Regions from separate parts of the Mus musculus genome. Here region 2 is linked to region 1. A link is a contact called in public promoter capture Hi-C data. All regions are on one chromosome and are shown on one strand. The core of a region is the stretch at or near the end of the contact, and the rest is flanking DNA. Distances in the headings are between cores, read along the strand shown.

Region 1 (6,141 bases), core at 3,089-5,588:
AATATCACCCACAATCCCAACTTGCTGTCAAGCATTTGTATTTACCACTCTAAATTTACCAAATACATGTGAGGCCGGCACCAGCCAATTTTGCCTGTCTTAACAGGTTTTAATGAAGTGAAGTGCAGTCCACAAGGGTCTCCCACTTCTCTCCTGAGTTCGCCCCATAGTGTGCTGTGCTCTGTCAGCTGTGGTCCTCTTTTAATTTGCATGCAAAGCCTTGCCTTCGATATTCACAAGAGTGTTGCCTTCATTCCCTCAAGGCTGAATCCTGCCTCATAGCTCTTCAGCCAAGGGAAAACAAATACTCATTCTTTCTCTTGCCAAAAACAATTTGCTCACCCGTCATCTGCCCAGAAGACGAATGGAATATGAGATGCAGCCAATAGTCTCTCCGTGAATCTCTCTGATAAGTCTTTATCTCCCATGAGCAAATAGGTGGGTTACCTGCCAGTTTGACCCTTTAATACACTCTCGGCAGCCCCATACGTTACAGTAGAACAAACTCACAGGATGCCAGTCAGCTCGAGTGTAGAACTGCCAAGCCGGCAGTGTGGGACTGGCTCGACCTTCCCTTGGCCCAAAGCTTGACCTGTTTTTTGTCCTCCCTTAACTAATTAATTGCTTCATTTGGTGTCATATAAAGAGAGCTCACTCCACTGGACAGCCCATTCGTTTATAATTCATCTATTCAACAAATATTCTTTTTCATCATTGTATGCTATGTGCTATTCTAGGTCCTGATATGACAATAGACAAGCTGGTCCCTCTCTGTGGTTCTCACCTACTCTCATCATTGACTTTATCCAACCCTGTCATTCTCCACAGAGAGATCAGAGGTCCAAGCAAGTAAAGAAATCCGGTAAGGTATCGGTCAGGGAGTACAGAGCTGGATCAGAACACATATGGTCTGACTTCCAATCTGGCCTTTTTCTCCGCACCACCCCACATTGAAAGGCACTTTTTGCACAGTGGGGTGGGGTGCCCAGCTTGAATTTGTGCTTCTTAGGTTGGTGTCCGAATCAGTCTCCATTGTATCAGAGCCTTTACTCTAAAGCAAGGGTCTCAGGAGCTTGGGCTCTGGGTGGTAGAGTCCAGCTCTGGGTGGTGGAGTCCGGCTCGTTTGGTGTTGCCTGTTCTGTTTTTGGAACGTGGAGGGAAGTTTGGGAGCTAAATAAAAGTATCATTTTTATTTGATGAGCTAACAGACTTGCTGGTGGTGAAGTTGAGAGAGAGAGACAGAGAGAGAGAGAGAGAGAGAGAGAAACAACAGTTGGTTCACACACACCTCCTCCCCAACCCAGTGCACACATCCGTGGCTGACACCTTGCTACTGATGAATCTGGGGGTGAGAGCTCGATGCTGGATGGTTAGGAAGAGGGAACAGCACCTTATGTCACTTCCACTTGCTCTTCTCCCCCTGTAAGTTGTGGCATGGCCACCATCGTCTACAGTCCTGCACAGTCAGGGAAGAGGTCACGGCAGTGAAAACCATGAACATGGGGAAGTGGGTGGGAGGAAGTACCGATGTCCGTAGCATCTTTCAGCTCTCTTCCCACGTGCATCCCAGGACAGAAGTGTGGTCCTAAAGGAAGCCTTTCCCAACAGTGGAGGCTGGAGTGCCGCTGTCACTACATGCAGCTAAGGTCCACCGCACCTGTGCCTTCAAGACGGATGGACATGAGCATGTCCAACAATACCGGGCTTTTGTGTCATGTGATTTCAAGGCTCGGAATATGCGTATTCAGTGTGTGCCCGACTTGAAAATTATAAGGAATGATTTCTTCTGATAGATCGTTGGTATAGTATCAAGAATAAATACATGACAAAATTTTAGTCTATTTTCTCAATTTGTCAAAACCCAGGCCAACCACCTAAGTATTAATATATGAGTCTGAAAAAGATCTGACAGTGGCTGACTCCTGCGAGTTCCCTAGTATTGTGCTAGCTGCTTCCTAGCTGTGGTTTCACTTCATCCTCAGAATATATTGTATGAAAGCAGTTTTACATTTGGGAGACACAGACTTAGCTTAGAGACCCGATCCAAACCCCTGTCCCCATCAGTAAATGACAAATTTGAAACTCTAGCTCAGCTTGTTTCGCTGTGTCCCATCCGTTTTACACTCTTCTTGTTCTGACTTGAGTCATGCATGCTCACACAGCCCTGTGGGAGACAGAGCATGCATGATGTGATCTAAGCAATACTTAACCGAGCGTGGGGCAGAGACTGGTAGAAGAACATGTGCCTAGCACACATCCTAAGTTCAACTGTTAGCACCCTGCAAATGCAGATGACACGTTGGTAATTTAGCTGTTGGTACCATTTTGGCATAAAATTAATTAGTGAACTATTGTATGAGCAAGGCTCTGGATCATTCCAAACTGGAATTTCCCATGCTATCAAAAAGGAGCCCATGATGTCCCTAGAGAAGAATCACTCTGGAAATTTCCACAAATGTCAACTCGCTCTTTGGAGCTGAGGAAAAGATAGATTGTGTAGCAGTGGCCTAGGCTAATGTCAGTGAAGGATTTTTTTTTTCCTGAACCTCACCCCCACCCCCACAGTATCCAGCAGCCATCCTGGCAATGACCTCATGACTCTCAGCTCCTTAGTCTTGGCCCCCAGGAAGGACCACAGCAAACATAGTCTCCCCGCTTTTACCTGACTTATCCTTAGAGTGGCCCTGAAGCTGTTTGTCCCCCATCGCATCCATCGTGCATGGCATTAATAATATCAGGAGAAATGAAAGCGAAAGGAGTCAAGCAGGATTGTGTGCCACCCGGCATCTCTCCTGGGGTCGCAATTGGCCAGTACTAATACAAAATGCCCGAGAACATCCGTCCTGGACGCTGCTGCCCTGGGGATGCATGGGGATGTGGTGGCTGGGGCAGGTGAGGGAAGAGCCAGGCACCTCAGGCCACCAAGGTTACACTTGGTTGCATCCTTAAGGGGCAACTGCTAATCCTGTCTCTTCCATGTACATTGTATTATGGGGATTCTAGGGAAAGTCTCTTTTTAAAAAATAAATAACAAACCTACATTAATCATCCAGATCTACTAGACTGTCTCATCTTCATTAAGGTGACAGCTCAGTTTCAAATAAAGATTAATTACGCGATTGTGGTTAAAACATGATCTGGCCAAATTAATTTCAAAATGTCGAACTACTTTTACTATGCTGCTCATACCCTGAGGATTTCAACCCGTCTATACCATAGGAATGAATGGTTTGAGAAGCACGCATGGCCACTGCCTTCTACCCATCCAGCACCTCACTGGATTAAATTATTAATAGCAGCCGTGCCCCAGTCTTGGCTTGACCTTGCTAACCTATTTTTGACAACGTGATGCCGGCTCCCTCTTGGCTTGCCATAACAACTTCTTGGTAACATTACCCTCTCTGTCAAACGCAATGGAAGCAACTCGGACGTTTAACCGCTGCTGGCATAGTGTCTATATGAGCCTGACTACCTTGCCGTGTTCTATTTGGTGCTTTAGAACAGCAGGCTCTGGGTGACTGTTTTTCAATTGCATCTGTGGCTTAGCTTTTCATTCTTCCTGACACAAGCAATCAATCTAAATCCTCCAGTCCAGTCACACACTGATTTCCAAAACTGAAGTCAATGCCCTCGTATCCCTGCCTTCTTCTGTGTGGCGCATGACACTCCGAGTTGACAGTGGACAGTACATTTACATTTAACCCACATGGGGCACCTTTCTCCCAAATCTCCCACACACAGCACTATTCCAAAGAGGTATTCCCTCCCTTTCCCTCCTACTTCAGGGACAGAGCAACAGCCATGCATGAACAGTTCACTTTGGGGAGGTGAACTACAGAATGGAAACAAACAAACAAACAAAAATCAGAAGAAAGACACTTCAAGGCAGACAATAAATATACCAAAACTCCATGAGCAAATCACAATTCTCAACAGACACCCTGAGAGGGCTCTCAGAATGCAGTCCTGGGAGCAGTGACCCCTCCAGTGGGGCACACCACATGTCCCAATGGTTCCTAGTAAACTCAAGTTGCCTATGACAAAACAATTCAAATTTAACACAGCGACCTCCTCAGCCCCAACACAATTCCATTTCCACTCCTGGCAAGCCTCAGCTCTGCAAAGCATTAATATTCTCCTCTGCAACGAGGCATGAGCTTACACTCTAGGCCACCCATCAGTCACACCTTTTGATTAAAGAGCAGCCCAGGGAGGTGGTTTCTGTGGAAGATGCCCAGTCAGTCTCCATCACAGGGACATTGAAATGAAGGTAGAAAGGAGTACATGGTCACTTACCAGCTCCTGAGGGCTGAGAGGCAGCAGCCCCCACCGCTTTACCTGGTCTCTGGCTGTCTCTGTCTTTCCCTCTCTCTCTCTCCCTCTTTCTCTTGTGTACCGATTGCAGGGAACTTAAAGGACTCGCAGGGACAGTGTTTCAAGTGACTTAAGAAGGAGAACAGGAACAATACCCCGTTCTCTTTTTCTCAGATGAGTACCTTCGGGAAGAAGGAAGGAAGGGAGGGGAGAGGGCGGAAGTCAACAACCCTTCGCTTTCCTGAAAAAAAATAAGGAAACAGAAGATAGACATCTCATTTTCTCTTAAACAAAATGTTGGAAGGGGAGGGGGAAGAAAGAAAGAAAGAAAATCTTTACAAAAACGAATTCCCCAGATATACTCTCTGCCCTGGGAGCTTTCAGGACATGAAAACCCCTGAGTGGCTCTGTCCTGTCCAAACAAACGCAGGCTCTCCTGGTTGCAGCCTCTGGTGTCTGCCTTACAGAACTGACACAGCCCAAAAGGAACAAATCATGTCGTGTCAACTCTGACTCTCAGTGAGGGAAAGTCTGGGCTGCTGGGCTAACCAAGAGGGAACCTGCAGCCTTTACCAAAGGGCACAGTGCCTGGCCACCCAGGCCTTCTGACTTTTCCTAGCTGCTTTGAAACCCCAGCACTGCTCCAGTTCCTCGCCTGGCTCTAGGTTCTTCAAGTTCCTCACAGTCAAACAGCAGATTTATGCAGTGCTCACTGGGCTCTGTGTGCTGGGCCAAGTCCGGTTCCATCTTTGCTGATGGACGAAAAAGGAAAAGAAGCCACTTAGTGTGGCGTTGCCAGCCACAGTTAATTCCGACTGTTGTTTACACTGTCCTGTCCTTCTTGGATGTAGTCACCTCAGGAGCACTGGAGGGAGGGTGCTAATTTGTTTTGAGAATATTGTGAACCATCTGAGGTCCTAGATAAATCAATCTCTGTTTCTGAAAGAGGAGGGGGAAAGCCGAGTGGGAGCAGAAGAATTGGGGTGAGCATCCTTTACTGAAGATGGGGCTGGGGCTCAGTGGACAAGCCTGGGCTCTTTGTGGGACACATGCACTGACAGAGGGAGCTGGGACCCAGTGGGCAAGCCTGGGCTCTGTGAAGGATGACTGCAGTGACAGAGGGAGCTGGGACCCAGTGGGCAAGCCTGGGCTCTGTGAAGGATGACTGCAGTGGCAGAGGGAGCTAGGGCTCAGTGGGCAAGCCTGGGCTCTTTAGGGAGATACATGCACTGACAGAGGGAGCTGGAGCCCGGTGGGCAAGCCTGGGCTCTGTGAGTGATGGCTTCATTGACAGAGGGAGCTGGGCCCAAATCATCTAATTAGCTTTGTGAATCTTGTACCCTCCATTCATTCAGTTGAGACCATTGTCACCACAAACAGGAACCAGCAGTTGTGTGGTTCTTTGTGGTGGCACAAGAAACATTGGTCATAAGCTGCTTCCTTGATTTACTCGATATTGAAAAAAAAATGAGGTGGAGATTATAAACCTCATGGATTGCCTCAGGAAAGGTGGGTTCACAGAAAGTGAGGCTTAGTTCAGAGTCCACTCTATGTTTTAACTGGGCACTATGGTCTACAACATTGAATGTTTGTCCCACATTTTCTGAGTATATGTTCATTGTTGTCTGTCTGCCTGCGTGCTTGTCTGTCTGAACGTGTGCAAGACCAGAGAAGCCATGTAAGAAGGCTGCTCTGAATGTTTATAAGAACTGGGCAGGCTTCATTCTTGACATGCATCTGACTCTGGCATCGAGACTTCTGCCATGAGTGGCCCTGTCCCCATAGGCAAGAGCACCAACAGCCAGCAAAACCAGCTCTGCCCTTCAG
Region 2 (6,141 bases), core at 1,957-4,456, 720 kb before region 1:
GTGATGATGGGACTGGGGCAGAAAGGGTGTGTTTCAGGATCTGTCGAGGGGAGGAGGGTGCGATGCAAGCAGTCAGGTCAACAAACAGATGGGATCTATTCTGGGTCCATGTTCCACATAGGGTGAGGCCCTTAACTTTACAAAGCCACTATTGTGTGTCTTCCTGAACCAGAAGACTTGGCTCACCTTGGCTTCTGATCTCTCGAGATCTTTCCAGAATCAGGGAGCTGCGTTTTTCACTCCTTTAATTTCTGGAATTCTTGGAGTACCAGAGAAAGTGGGAAGGATGAGTGCGGTGGGTGGTTCAATTTGCCCTGAGTTAAAGTTGAGACAGGGGACACACAGTCTTTGGACGACTTCACAGTTCTAGGGGAAGGGACCAGGAGGCTTAGTGTTTATTGTGGCGAGGGTAACTTAGTGTTTATTGTGGCGAGGGCAACTTAGTGTTTATTGTGGCGAGGGCAACTTAGTGTTTATTGTGGCGAGGGCAACTTAGTGTTTATTGTGGCGAGGGCAACTTAGTGTTTATTGTGGCGAGGGCAACTCAGTGTTTATTGTGGCGAGGGCAACTCAGTGTTGTTTATTGTGGCGAGGGCAACTCAGTGTTTATTGTGGCGAGGGCAACTCAGTGTTTATTGTGGCGAGGGCAACTCAGTGTTTATTGTGGCGAGGGCAACTCAGTGTTTATTGTGGCGAGGGCAACTCAGTGTTTATTGTGGCGAGGGCAACTCAGTGTTTATTGTGGCGAGGGCAACTCAGTGTTTATTGTGGCGAGGGCAACTCAGTGTTTATTGTGGCGAGGGCAACTCAGTGTTTATTGTGGCGAGGGCAACTCAGTGTTTATTGTGGCGAGGGCAACTCAGTGTTTATTGTGGCGAGGGCAACTCAGTGTTTATTGTGGCGAGGGTAACTCAGTGTTTATTGTGGCGAGGGCAACTCAGTGTTTATTGTGGCGAGGGTAACTCAGTGTTTATTGTGGCGAGGGTAACTCAGTGTTTATTGTGGCGAGGGTAACTCAGTGTTTATTGTGGCGAGGGTAACTCAGTGTTTATTGTGGCGAGGGTAACTCAGTGTTTATTGTGGCGAGGGTAACTCAGTGTTTATTGTGGCGAGGGTAACTCAGTGTTTATTGTGGCGAGGGTAACTCAGTGTTTATTGTGGCGAGGGTAACTCAGTGTTTATTGTGGCGAGGGTAACTCAGTGTTTATTGTGGCGAGGGTAACTCAGTGTTTATTGTGGCGAGGGTAACTCAGTGTTTATTGTGGCGAGGGTAACTCAGTGTTTATTGTGGCGAGGGTAACTCAGTGTTTATTGTGGCGAGGGTAACTCAGTGTTTATTGTGGCGAGGGTAACTCAGTGTTTATTGTGGCGAGGGTAACTCAGTGTTTATTGTGGCGAGGGTAACTCAGTGTTTATTGTGGCGAGGGTAACTCAGTGTTTATTGTGGCGAGGGTAACTCAGTGTTTATTGTGGCGAGGGTAACTCAGTGTTTATTGTGGCGAGGGTAACTCAGTGTTTATTGTGGCGAGGGTAACTCAGTGTTTATTGTGGCGAGGGTAACTCAGTGTTTATTGTGGCGAGGGTAACTCAGTGTTTATTGTGGCGAGGGTAACTCAGTGTTTATTGTGGCGAGGGTAACTCAGTGTTTATTGTGGCGAGGGTAACTCAGTGTTTATTGTGGCGAGGGTAACTCAGTGTTTATTGTGGCGAGGGTAACTCAGTGTTTATTGTGGCGAGGGTAACTCAGTGTTTATTGTGGCGAGGGTAACTCAGTGTTTATTGTGGCGAGGGTAACTCAGTGTTTATTGTGGCGAGGGTAACTCAGTGTTTATTGTGGCGAGGGTAACTCAGTGTTTATTGTGGCGAGGGTAACTCAGTGTTTATTGTGGCGAGGGTAACTCAGTGTTTATTGTGGCGAGGGTAACTCAGTGTTTATTGTGGCGAGGGTAACTCAGTGTTTATTGTGGCGAGGGTAACTCAGTGTTTATTGTGGCGAGGGTAACTCAGTGTTTATTGTGGCGAGGGTAACTCAGTGTTTATTGTGGCGAGGGTAACTCAGTGTTTATTGTGGCGAGGGTAACTCAGTGTTTATTGTGGCGAGGGTAACTCAGTGTTTATTGTGGCGAGGGTAACTCAGTGTTTATTGTGGCGAGGGTAACTCAGTGTTTATTGTGGCGAGGGTAACTCAGTGTTTATTGTGGCGAGGGTAACTCAGTGTTTATTGTGGCGAGGGTAACTTAGTGTTTATTGTGGCGAGGGTAACTTAGTGTTTATTGTGGCGAGGGTAACTAAGGAACGTTGTACACAAGAGCCGTCAATTCCATCCTTCCAGTGTTACATTCTTCCAACTTCGGTTTTATAAGACAAAGATAGATGTTCGGAGAGGTTCTTTAAAAATGTGCTATTACTTTAGTTTTAATTATCCATATATGTGTAAGTATGTGTACACGAGTGCAGGTGCCTGCGGTGTTGGGAACTCGAGCTCAGACCTTGTAAAAACAGCACGTGCTCTTAATCATTGAGCCATCTGTCAGCCCATCAGAAAGGTTAACTTTGTGCTAAGGTACAGACTCTGGAAGTGATTGGCCCAGGACTGGTACCACGTCCGGTTCTCTCGCTCCCGTTCAGTTGAGTTACTCTACTTTCCTCTTCGGGTTATTAGTATCACACAGCCTCTACAGAGCCCTTGGTGCAGAGGACATAATTTCCCTTCGTCTAGTATGCTGATCATCTCCCTCACTCCCTAGCTTTCCTAGAATTGTGCTCAGCAAGTGAGCCTGCTGGAGTCCACATATCCTTCTTGCTGCTACACCCGGGGCTTGGGGATTAGGGAGGCAAAGCAGAGCCTATGAGCAGAACTCTGGTGCATCTACCACGGCTAAGATAGGGAAAACAACTCTTCTGCTTGTTCATTGCCCCGAAGGCATTTTCCATTTCCCTCACCTTTTGCCCCTCAGTTTCAGCTCTGGCCCCTAGGGAAGCTTCCCTGGCTGCGGGGCGGACAGCGTTTCGGGGCACGGGGTCTTGTTTTCTGCGCTCTAGCCCATCTGTGCGCAGAGCCTCGTTCCCGGGCTCCCGGAGCCCGGCGGGCATTGACGTCAAACGGCAGCGGAGCGCTGCCTACAGACGGCTGACCCGGGCTCTCCTCCACACCCCCGTCCTTCTTCTCCCCCTCCCTCTTCCCGGCACCCGATTTCAACCGGCTATAAGAAGCCGGAGAGCGCAGTGCCCGAGCAGCGAGGAGGTCCAGAACCATGGAGAGCTCCCGCCTGCGGCTGCTACCCCTCCTGGGCGCCGCCCTGCTGCTACTGCTACCTTTGCTGGGTGCCCGTGCCCAGGAGGACGCCGAGCTGCAGCCCCGAGCCCTGGACATCTACTCTGCCGTGGATGATGCGTCCCACGAGAAGGAGCTGGTCAGTATTTCCCTCGCCTCGGGTTCCCCCACTGGACTACCACAGGGTCCTTGCTTTGCGTGCGTCCCCCTCTATCCCAGTCCCATCCCAGAAGGCAGAGCCCCTGACGCTGGATTAAAAAAAAAAAAGTACCCTGGGTACCCTCTACCAGACAAAGATATTTGAGTTCACGGGCTGCGGGCTGTCTGTCGAGCGAATCCCTAGTTGTGGCCGGTCTGGGCAGTGTGCTCCTTGGAGGCTCTGGAAGGTGAGGTCAGGTCTAGGGACTTTGCCCGCCTGGCTTCCTTTCCACCAGTATCTACTCCCCTTTGTCCCCCGAGTCCTGCTGCCCCGCGGTTGTGTGTCCCGGGCTCCTTATAACTGGGCTGAAAGTGAGCACCTGCGCTGGGCTCGCAGCCAAGGCGGCAACTTCGGGCTCCCGGCGCTATGTTGCAGATCGAAGCGTTGCAAGAAGTCCTGAAGAAGCTCAAGAGTAAACGCATTCCGATCTACGAGAAGAAGTACGGCCAAGTCCCCATGGTAAGGCTCCGGGTTCCCTTTTCCCTACTTTTCCACGAGAAAAGATTGCCTAGAATCTTACACACGGTCTTTACTCTAGCAGGTGGCTGAGCAGCTAGGTGAAGAATTTATCTGGAACGTCCTCTTTGCTTCTGCCCTCGCCCCTTTGCTCCTTGGTCTCTAAGAACAAGAGGGAACAGGCTACTTAGGGCCAGAAAACAGTCTCATGATCTGAGTGGGAGTACTTTCTGAAACATCTCAAATGGGAGAGCCCTTGAATCTATTCAGTTCTCTCTAATTCCTTCTAGAGCACCACCATTTTTTTTCTTTTTCTTTATTTGTATCATTTCGTTGTTGTTTTCTTTCTTAAATTCTGTGATAAAAAGTTTTCAGGACTGGTCACCTTCGTTGTACAGCTCTAGGTAAAAATCACACGCGCGCGCGCACACACACACACACACACACACACACACACACACTTTTTCCTTCTTTGAGCAAGGAAGTGGGAAAGCAGAAAACAAAGGTTATGAGAAAAAAATATATATGTTGGTTTTTCGAGACAGGGTTTCTCTGTGTAGCCCTGGCTGTCCTGGAACTCACTTTGTAGACCAGGCTGGCCTCGAACTCAGAAATCCGCCTGCCTCTGCCTCCCGAGTGCTGGGATTAAAGGCGTGTATATTTCTTAGATGCAAGAATCTGGGTGATTTCCCCCCCCCCCCGCCCCTTTCAGATAAAGAGAAAAGGAAGCTGAAATTGTGGTCCCTCCCCAAAGGCAGAAGAACGTAGGAGGAGGGGATCAGTCATTTAAATTTCTTCCTTTAAATATCCTCTTTCTGAAATTATAAGCCCGAGGCCCCCTGGGCTTCGGATCTGACTGCTTCGACCTGAGCTGATGGTACCATGAGGAAGCTCCCTTGGGACCCCAGTAACCATCGGTTGTGTTGTTGACAGTGTGACGCTGGAGAGCAGTGCGCAGTGAGGAAAGGGGCCAGGATCGGGAAGCTGTGTGACTGTCCCCGAGGAACTTCCTGCAATTCTTTCCTCTTGAAGTGCTTGTGAAGGGACGACAGCCGCCACCTTCGGTTCCCATATTCCCTCTTTCCCCCAAAGGAGCGCTCCATTATCCCTGGAGCCTGGCTTTAGCAACAATAAAGTTTGCGTTCCCCTCAGAGAGCGGATGGGCTCTTTCCCTGTTGCTTCAAAATAAAAGATTTGACATCATTGTGTGAAGGAGAATGCCTCGAATGGTGTTGGTGTGTGTGCAAAGATTTCTTTTCTTGTTTTATCCATCTGACACATTCTTGTGAATCTTTCTGGGAAGAAGAGGAACTTCGTTTTAAAACTGTATTTTTGTATGTGGTGTGTCACAATGAGAATTAGATCTAGTTAATTTGGGTAGATGACATCACAACCCGGAAAATAAATTGCCCTAAAGCCACACAAATTGAAGCATGTACAAATTACACATAATAAAGCATTTTTAACAATTGCTCACAGTGCATGGCTCTTTCTACATAAGTAATTTAAATAGGAATAATAGGATTAATCATGCTGTTGTTTTGAAAGAGAAATATTTTAAAAATAGCTGTCTATTGGGAGAGCAGCACCTCAGCTCCAAGGAGTTTTGATCATTAATTAGGAGTGTGTTACACCAGCTTCAGTATACATACTGTGTGCTAACTACAGAGGTGTGGTGGTAGTCTCTCTCTCTCTCCTCTCTCTCTCTCTCTCTCTCTCTCTCTCTCTCTCTCTCTCTTCCCAGTGTGTGTGAGAGAGAGAGAGACAGAGACAGAGACAGAGAGAGAGAGAGAGAGAGGAGGGGTAGAGATGGTTGGGTTTGAGATAACAAGCACACTGTTACTTATTCAGACCTTGGTTTTCAGCAGTGAGCCTTGTTCAGGGACACTTGCACATATGTGTTCATTACTGCACTATTCACAAAAGCCAGGGAATGGAATCACCGTAGAGGTGCAGCAACAAAAGAATGAATGAAGAATTTGTGCAACAGACACTCAATTGGATTGTGTGCAGCCATAAAGATAAGTGAAGTGATATCTTCAGAAAAGTGGATGGAACTGGAAATCATTATGTTAAGTGAAATAAGTCAGACTCAGCAAACAAATGTATAGGGAACCTATGTTTGAATGTGTGTGTGTGTGTGTGTGTGTGTGTGTGTAAACCAATAAGTCCTATCTTTATACAAGAACCCTGCTTTAAAGCCAACAAATGG

The links. Promoter capture Hi-C pulls out the DNA fragments that hold promoters and counts their contacts.
Region 2: a contact with region 1 is called in a promoter capture Hi-C map of embryonic stem cells, with 7 times the contacts expected there. The contact joins the promoter of Cartpt here to the promoter of Zfp366 in region 1. A contact is called at or near these places in 5 of 39 promoter capture datasets (the C10 cell line, embryonic stem cells, hippocampal neurons and 2 more) and 1 of 9 other capture datasets (macrophages).

The regions. Positions count from the first base shown.
Region 1 is chr13:99,183,020-99,189,160 of GRCm38.p6, reverse strand. Zfp366 (zinc finger protein 366) reads right to left here and starts at 4,338. Exons shown (of 5, transcript NM_001004149.1): 1 at 4,297-4,338.
Region 2 is chr13:99,897,748-99,903,888 of GRCm38.p6, reverse strand. Cartpt (CART prepropeptide) reads left to right here and starts at 3,206. Exons shown (of 3, transcript NM_001081493.2): 1 at 3,206-3,413; 2 at 3,849-3,932; 3 at 4,863-5,406. The coding sequence starts at 3,255. The coding sequence ends at 4,970.